Linked DNA regions of Ovis aries: region 2 is linked to region 1. Evidence: chromatin contacts called from public Hi-C data. All regions are on one chromosome and are shown on one strand. Each heading gives the region's core, a stretch centred on a gene start, on an enhancer-like site or on the middle of the called end of the contact. The rest is flanking DNA. Distances are from core to core; before and after follow the strand shown. Region 1 overlaps MAP3K20 (mitogen-activated protein kinase kinase kinase 20). Region 2 overlaps RAPGEF4 (Rap guanine nucleotide exchange factor 4).

Evidence for each region. A called contact is a pair of places that touch in the nucleus more often than the background predicts.
Region 2: a contact with region 1 is called in a Hi-C map of muscle, with 7 times the contacts expected there. The contact joins two enhancer-like sites. A contact is called at or near these places in 10 of 16 Hi-C or Micro-C datasets (hypothalamus, liver, mesenteric adipose tissue and 5 more).

Annotation. Positions count from the first base shown.
Region 1 is chr2:136,701,147-136,703,972 of ARS-UI_Ramb_v3.0, reverse strand. It overlaps MAP3K20 (mitogen-activated protein kinase kinase kinase 20), which reads left to right. Exons shown (of 19, transcript XM_060411103.1): 10 at 1,002-1,108. Among named protein-coding and RNA genes, the nearest start is that of CDCA7, 84 kb to the right of the region's middle. Within about 2 kb of position 1,447, at least 19 of the 54 cell types and tissues checked have an H3K27ac peak or open chromatin away from gene starts, as enhancers often do. A contact at or near this core is called in muscle, where this site is marked.
Region 2 is chr2:136,880,693-136,883,518 of ARS-UI_Ramb_v3.0, reverse strand. It overlaps RAPGEF4 (Rap guanine nucleotide exchange factor 4), which reads left to right. Exons shown (of 29, transcript XM_060411105.1): 24 at 1-56. Among named protein-coding and RNA genes, the nearest start is that of MAP3K20, 66 kb to the right of the region's middle. Within about 2 kb of position 1,373, at least 9 of the 54 cell types and tissues checked have an H3K27ac peak or open chromatin away from gene starts, as enhancers often do. A contact at or near this core is called in muscle, where this site is marked.

The sequences.
Region 1 (2,826 bases), core at 198-2,697:
GTGCATCACCCTTTTATTATCTTTCTCCATTTTTGCTTTAACCTTTTGTCTCCACCTTGGCTAGAGTCTAAAGAGATAGACTAGGGTAGTTTTTGCTAGCTAAAGAAATACACCTAACCACTGCTTTTTCAATTTCTGGTAAACAGTACGTGAGAGTTTTCAAGCACCAAAGCTAGTTATATTATGGAATAACCATTGAGAACAGTGAAGTTATGATGGCTTTAAAATTGGGGAATTTTTTTCTCTGAGCAGCTGGTTTAGGAACTTGTATAAGTTCTGCTAGATTAATAAGTAATTCTCCTCCAACAGTTTATTATAAAAATTTTCAAACACGTGGAAAAGTTGAAAGAATTTTGCCGTGAGCACTGGTATACCTATCACCCACTGTGCATGCGTGCATGCTAAGCCGTTTCATTCGTGTCCGACTCTTTGCAACACTGTGGACTGTAGCCCACCAGGCTCCTCTGTCCATGGGGTTCTCCAGGCAAGAATACTGGAGTGGGTTGCCATGCCCTCCTCTAGGGGATCTTCCTGACCCAGGGATCAAACCCGTGTCTCTATGTCTCCTGCATTGGCGGACATGTTCTTTACCGCCAGCACCACCTAGGAAGACCCCTATCACCCAGACCCTACCGTTAACTTTCACTCTGCTTGCTTTATCACATAGATGACTTTTTAAAAGACTAAACTGTTTCCTTTCAGGAGTCTTTAAACATACCTCAAAGAGAACTAATTAGTTCTTACCTAACCTGGAAAAATACTGTAATCATTCCAACCTTAGACAACAAAATAGAAAAATGACATGTGAGCCTATTATGAATAATTGATTGAAAATAAGTATGGTTCCTATGCAGTGCGACAGTTGTGAAAGAACAAAATCAGGATATTCCAGCATATCTTATTTTGTTATGGTGATTTGACCGTATTGCTATGCTTGTGGATTTTTTCTTAAAGATCTACTTTCCTAAGTCCCAACAAGTGATTATTTTTTTCTCCTTCAGAAACGGCCTTCTTTCAAGCAAATCATTTCAATCCTGGAGTCCATGTCACTCGATTCGAAGCTTTCTGACCAGTGTAACTCATTCCTGCACAACAAAGCAGAATGGAGGTAGGGGCCTCCCACCCCAGGTCACATCAGCTGGCTCCAGGGGGTTGTGGGCGACTGGCTTCGGACAGCACGAGCACCTGGGAACTGGGTGACAGTCCCAATCTCTTAGAAACTGGGGCTTTTTTGTGTTAAAAAAATTTGGAGATTGAATAAGCTCTCCCTCTCACATGTAAGCAAACAGTGTTCCTCTAAGCGTGTTGCTTTATCATATATCTAAGTATTTAGGAAGAATACTGAAGCAGTATCTTCTGAGACAAAAGGCGGTTAGCAGACACTCCTTCTGTGTACACTCCCTGTTAGGAAACGTTAGCCTCTGTGCAGTGAGAAATCAAAATACTGTCTGGTTGGAAATAGGCAGAGTACTTTTTCTGTTGATGGGAGGGGTAGGGAGACTGTAAAAACACTTTTAAAATAAAACTTTCAATGTTATAAATCCTATTACATTTTGTCAAATGTAAACAAGCTAAGTAATGAGAGAATTGTATTGTGTGAGGGGAAGAACTAAGCCAGAGAAGAGACACTGGAGCCAGGTCACGTGATGTACAATATAAATAGCATGTTTGGGCTCTGACATTATTTCTCCCTGACTCAGCAGAGATTTAAGTAACTCACCCCTGCTCTTGATAGCTATGGGTAGTAACATGACGCCTCACGCCACCTGCCGATAGCAAATGAATACTACAGGCGCTCAAAAATGACGGAGTTGTTTAGTCCTGTGATTGCACATTTCTTTGGGCTTTCTGTTTGGTGTTTTACAATAACCTTCTTTATTTTTTATTCTTGGAGAATCTCTAGGACCGGTGAGTTAAAATGAATTTTTACTTAGTAATATAAAAGTAATACTGTTTGCTAGAGTCTAGGTATGAGGGACTTTGTTCTGGGCTCAAAAAATAAACAAAACATATTAGTAATATTTGTTTCCTACAGTACACATCTAATCAGATCACTTCCCTTAAATCAGTATAAGGAGCTCCCATAACTCTAGGACAAAGGCCAAAGCACAAGATTCACGGCACCCTCTGTGCTCTTGCTTTATCTTGAGTGTCATTCTACCCCTTAATTTTTGGCTTTGGTCCTTCAACATGTGTCGATTTCTCCCTCATACAGAATCCTTTCAAATGCAGTTTCTTCTGTATGAAATTCATCCCATTTCAGCAGCATACCAGCCCTGATGCCCAGACCCAACTTGGCTCCGATCATATTGTTTCAGATAGTGGCTGAAAACAGCTCTCCTTCAAGCAGGTGTGTCCTGACCCCAGAGCCGCTGAGGTTCCGCTTTATGTGCCCTGAGAGCATCTCCTTCACACCCTCTGTTGAAGTTAATAAGCAGGTCTGCAGGCTGTTGTTTAATAATGGCGTGTGTCTTGCTGGCTAACATGTAAGAGGGTTAGATCATCTCTTCTGTTCATCGCTGTAACTGCAGTATCTAGAACCTGTCTTGAACACTGAGGTTGCTCAGCAAATACTTGGAGAAGGAAATGCCATAGTAGCAATAATATTGAAAGACGTCGCCATATTACACAGGAGGATAGAAACATGTAAGTTGATTTGTTTGCTTTGATAGATGTGCTTTTGTATTCCTTCATTCAGATACTCATTAAACCTTTGCGAAAAGTTCTTTAGGTGTGGGCTCTGGTGATGAACAGAACAGTAACAGTGCACTTGGAGTTTGATATTAGATTACTAAATACAGATATACAAATAACTTTTTCATTACT
Region 2 (2,826 bases), core at 124-2,623, 180 kb before region 1:
TCTCAGCCTAGCAAGCGTGTTCAGCTCTTAAAAAAATTTATTAAGATCGCAGCCCAGTAAGTATTCACTTGGGGAGGGAAAAACATTTGAGCTGTGGCTTCATTTTGTCCCCTTAGATTACACCTTAAAAAGCAAAGTGAGATATTAAATCTGTTTATGCATCAGGTGACTCAGATGGTAAAGAATATGTCTGCAATGCAGGAGAGCCAGGTTTGATCCCTGGGTCAGGAAGATCCCTTGGGGAAGGAAATGGCAACCCACTCCAGTATTCTCACCTAGAGAATTCCATGGACAGAGGAGTCTGGTGGGCTACAGTCCATGGGGTCACAAAGAGTCTGGGGACACGACTGAGCAACTAACACACCAACCACAGAGACTTAAGAATTACTGAACTCTTGTGAGAACTGTGCTTTGTCTAGCTTTTGTAATATTGACATCCTACAGGGCTGATGCTCAGGTTAAAATCATGACCTCTTTTTGCTCTGAACTACTGAGACTGCGTGCCTCCTTCAGTTTCAAGGCTCTGTCAGCAAAGTTCTGCTGCAAAAGTTCTGTTTTAAAGGCTGGGCGAGTCGAGGTCTAACTTGACACGTTCTTGCCAGTAGAGGGCAGTGGGAACATGCGTGTAAAACCGTGCTTCCAACTCAGCCGGGATAAAATCCATAAAATGCATAAAGACGAGCTAACCTGGCCCATGAAAATCATCTCCATAAACATCAGAAAAAGCAAGCGTCTTATAAATATTCTATTTAACAGCACTTCGTGGGAAACAATTTATTTACTACAGGGGCCAGTTAGATTTCTCCCTGACATGAATTTAATCTTCTCCTGCTATTTAGATATGCCTGACAACCTCCTGTTTACTTCCATGTTTTTGGTATCACCACAGTGCTAAAAATAAAATGCTAAATGCAGCTTGTGGCTGGGAGACGTCTTTCCTTTCTAAAAGCAGGGAGCTCTAGCCTAGGAAGGTGGGGAGCACAAGTGACCCCAGCTGGGCAGTTTGCTTGAGCCAAAAAGTTTAGATCCCATACAGAGTCTAATTTCCAGAGCTAAACAAAGAAGCAACCGCTGCTTGACATTTCTCACATGCCAGCTTGCCAAGTGCCTTGAATTATTTTGCCAAAAATTTGGGAGTTCTGCGGGATATCCAAAGCCCTTAGATTCAAATGCTGGTATCTCTTAATTTGGAAAAAAAAAAATGCCTTTTGAAAGAAAGATTGGGTAAAATGTTGCTTATGAATTTCTGGTTCGGAGTGCAGCCACTTTCCCAGGAGCCTTGAATCGGCTGATTGCGGGGGTCAGATGTCTCTATCTGGAAGGAGATGACTGTGGAAGCTGTGACAGTGTGTGCTTCCCTGCTCTCTAGGGCACCTCCTCTCCTCGCCTTAGCCTGGCAGGGCCGCGTGCACCGAGGGAGGAGAGAAGAAGTCTGCACACAGACATGGAAATGGAAAACCTGTAGGGGCCTGATGCTGCTGTTTTACAGAGCAGCACAGGAGAGCCTTTCAGGAACTAGGGAATTTTATCTTTTTTGTTTGTTTGTTTAGTGTTTTTGTCTTTCTTATCTCCCTCTTCCTTCTGATTATGGGTGAATTTAGCCTTCAGGATAAATTGGCTTATATTATTTAAACGTTATTTAAGCTGCACTATCCCGCACAGTAGAACTCTTCACACAATCCCCCTGGAGAAGACTTAGATTCAGAAACCAGGATCCTCACGCATGAGATGTAAACCTCGTGGCAGGAAGTATGTTTCGCGTGGTATTTTTGGAGAACTTCCATATATTCTGTTCAAGCTCTTTGACCTGCCCAGAACTTTGTGAAGTTGGGGGTCCAAATGTTATCTTTGCCTTTTCCAGGTGAGGGAGACTGAGGCAGAGAGAAATTTTGTGACTTACCTAGGGTGATCAAGTGACCAGAGCAGTGAGCACAAAAGCAGTCCTGCATGTCCTTTCATGCGCACACAGAGAGGACAAAGGCCAGCCGTGTCCATGACCCTCCTCGCCACCTTCAGCCTGGGGTCTCTGAAGTTGCTCTCAGCCCCTGACCACCCCTGCACACATAAAGCCCCACCGCTTCCCCAGCACTGCGAGAGACATGCCATAGCTTCTCTAAATCTGTTTTCCCATTCCACACAGGCCATTTATGAAGCACTCTGCAAGGAGAACACAGGGAGCAAATGCAGCAATTTAATTAGCCTCTTGCAAAAATGCTAATCCAAACAAGATTTAATTACGATGTAGTCAACTTAGATAACCATACTGATTTGTGGTAAAGGATTTGTGCTCATTGCAAAATGAATTCTTCTTTCCCTTTGCAAGGAGCGGGTATGAAGAAGTTCAAGATTCCTTTTTTTTTCTTCTCAAGTTAAACCAAGTACCTAGACTAAATGTTGCATTTTGATAAGAACCTTTGGTCTTGTTCCAAAAGATTCTTATTCACAAATATATATTCATAAAAGCTAATAATGATGTAAGTACAGATTCAAAATGATCGGCTTCATCAACATTGAAAAATTACAGAAAAAATAAGGTTATTTTTCGGTCAGTTGTTTAGGTTATTAGCTGTGTGTGACTGTGTTCAGTCATGTCCAACTCTGCAATCCCAGGCTTTCAGGTTCCTCTGTTCATGGAATTTTCCAGGCAAGAATACTGGAGTGGGTTGCCATTTCCTTCTCCAGGGTATAGTCCTGACCCAGGGATTGAACCCAGGTCTCCTGCACTGGAGGGATCATGATTTATAAATTGATATTGTTCAACAGATTAGAAGCATTACATGGCAGCTGGAAGCCCTGGCGGCTGCAGCAGCATCATTTCCTTATTTC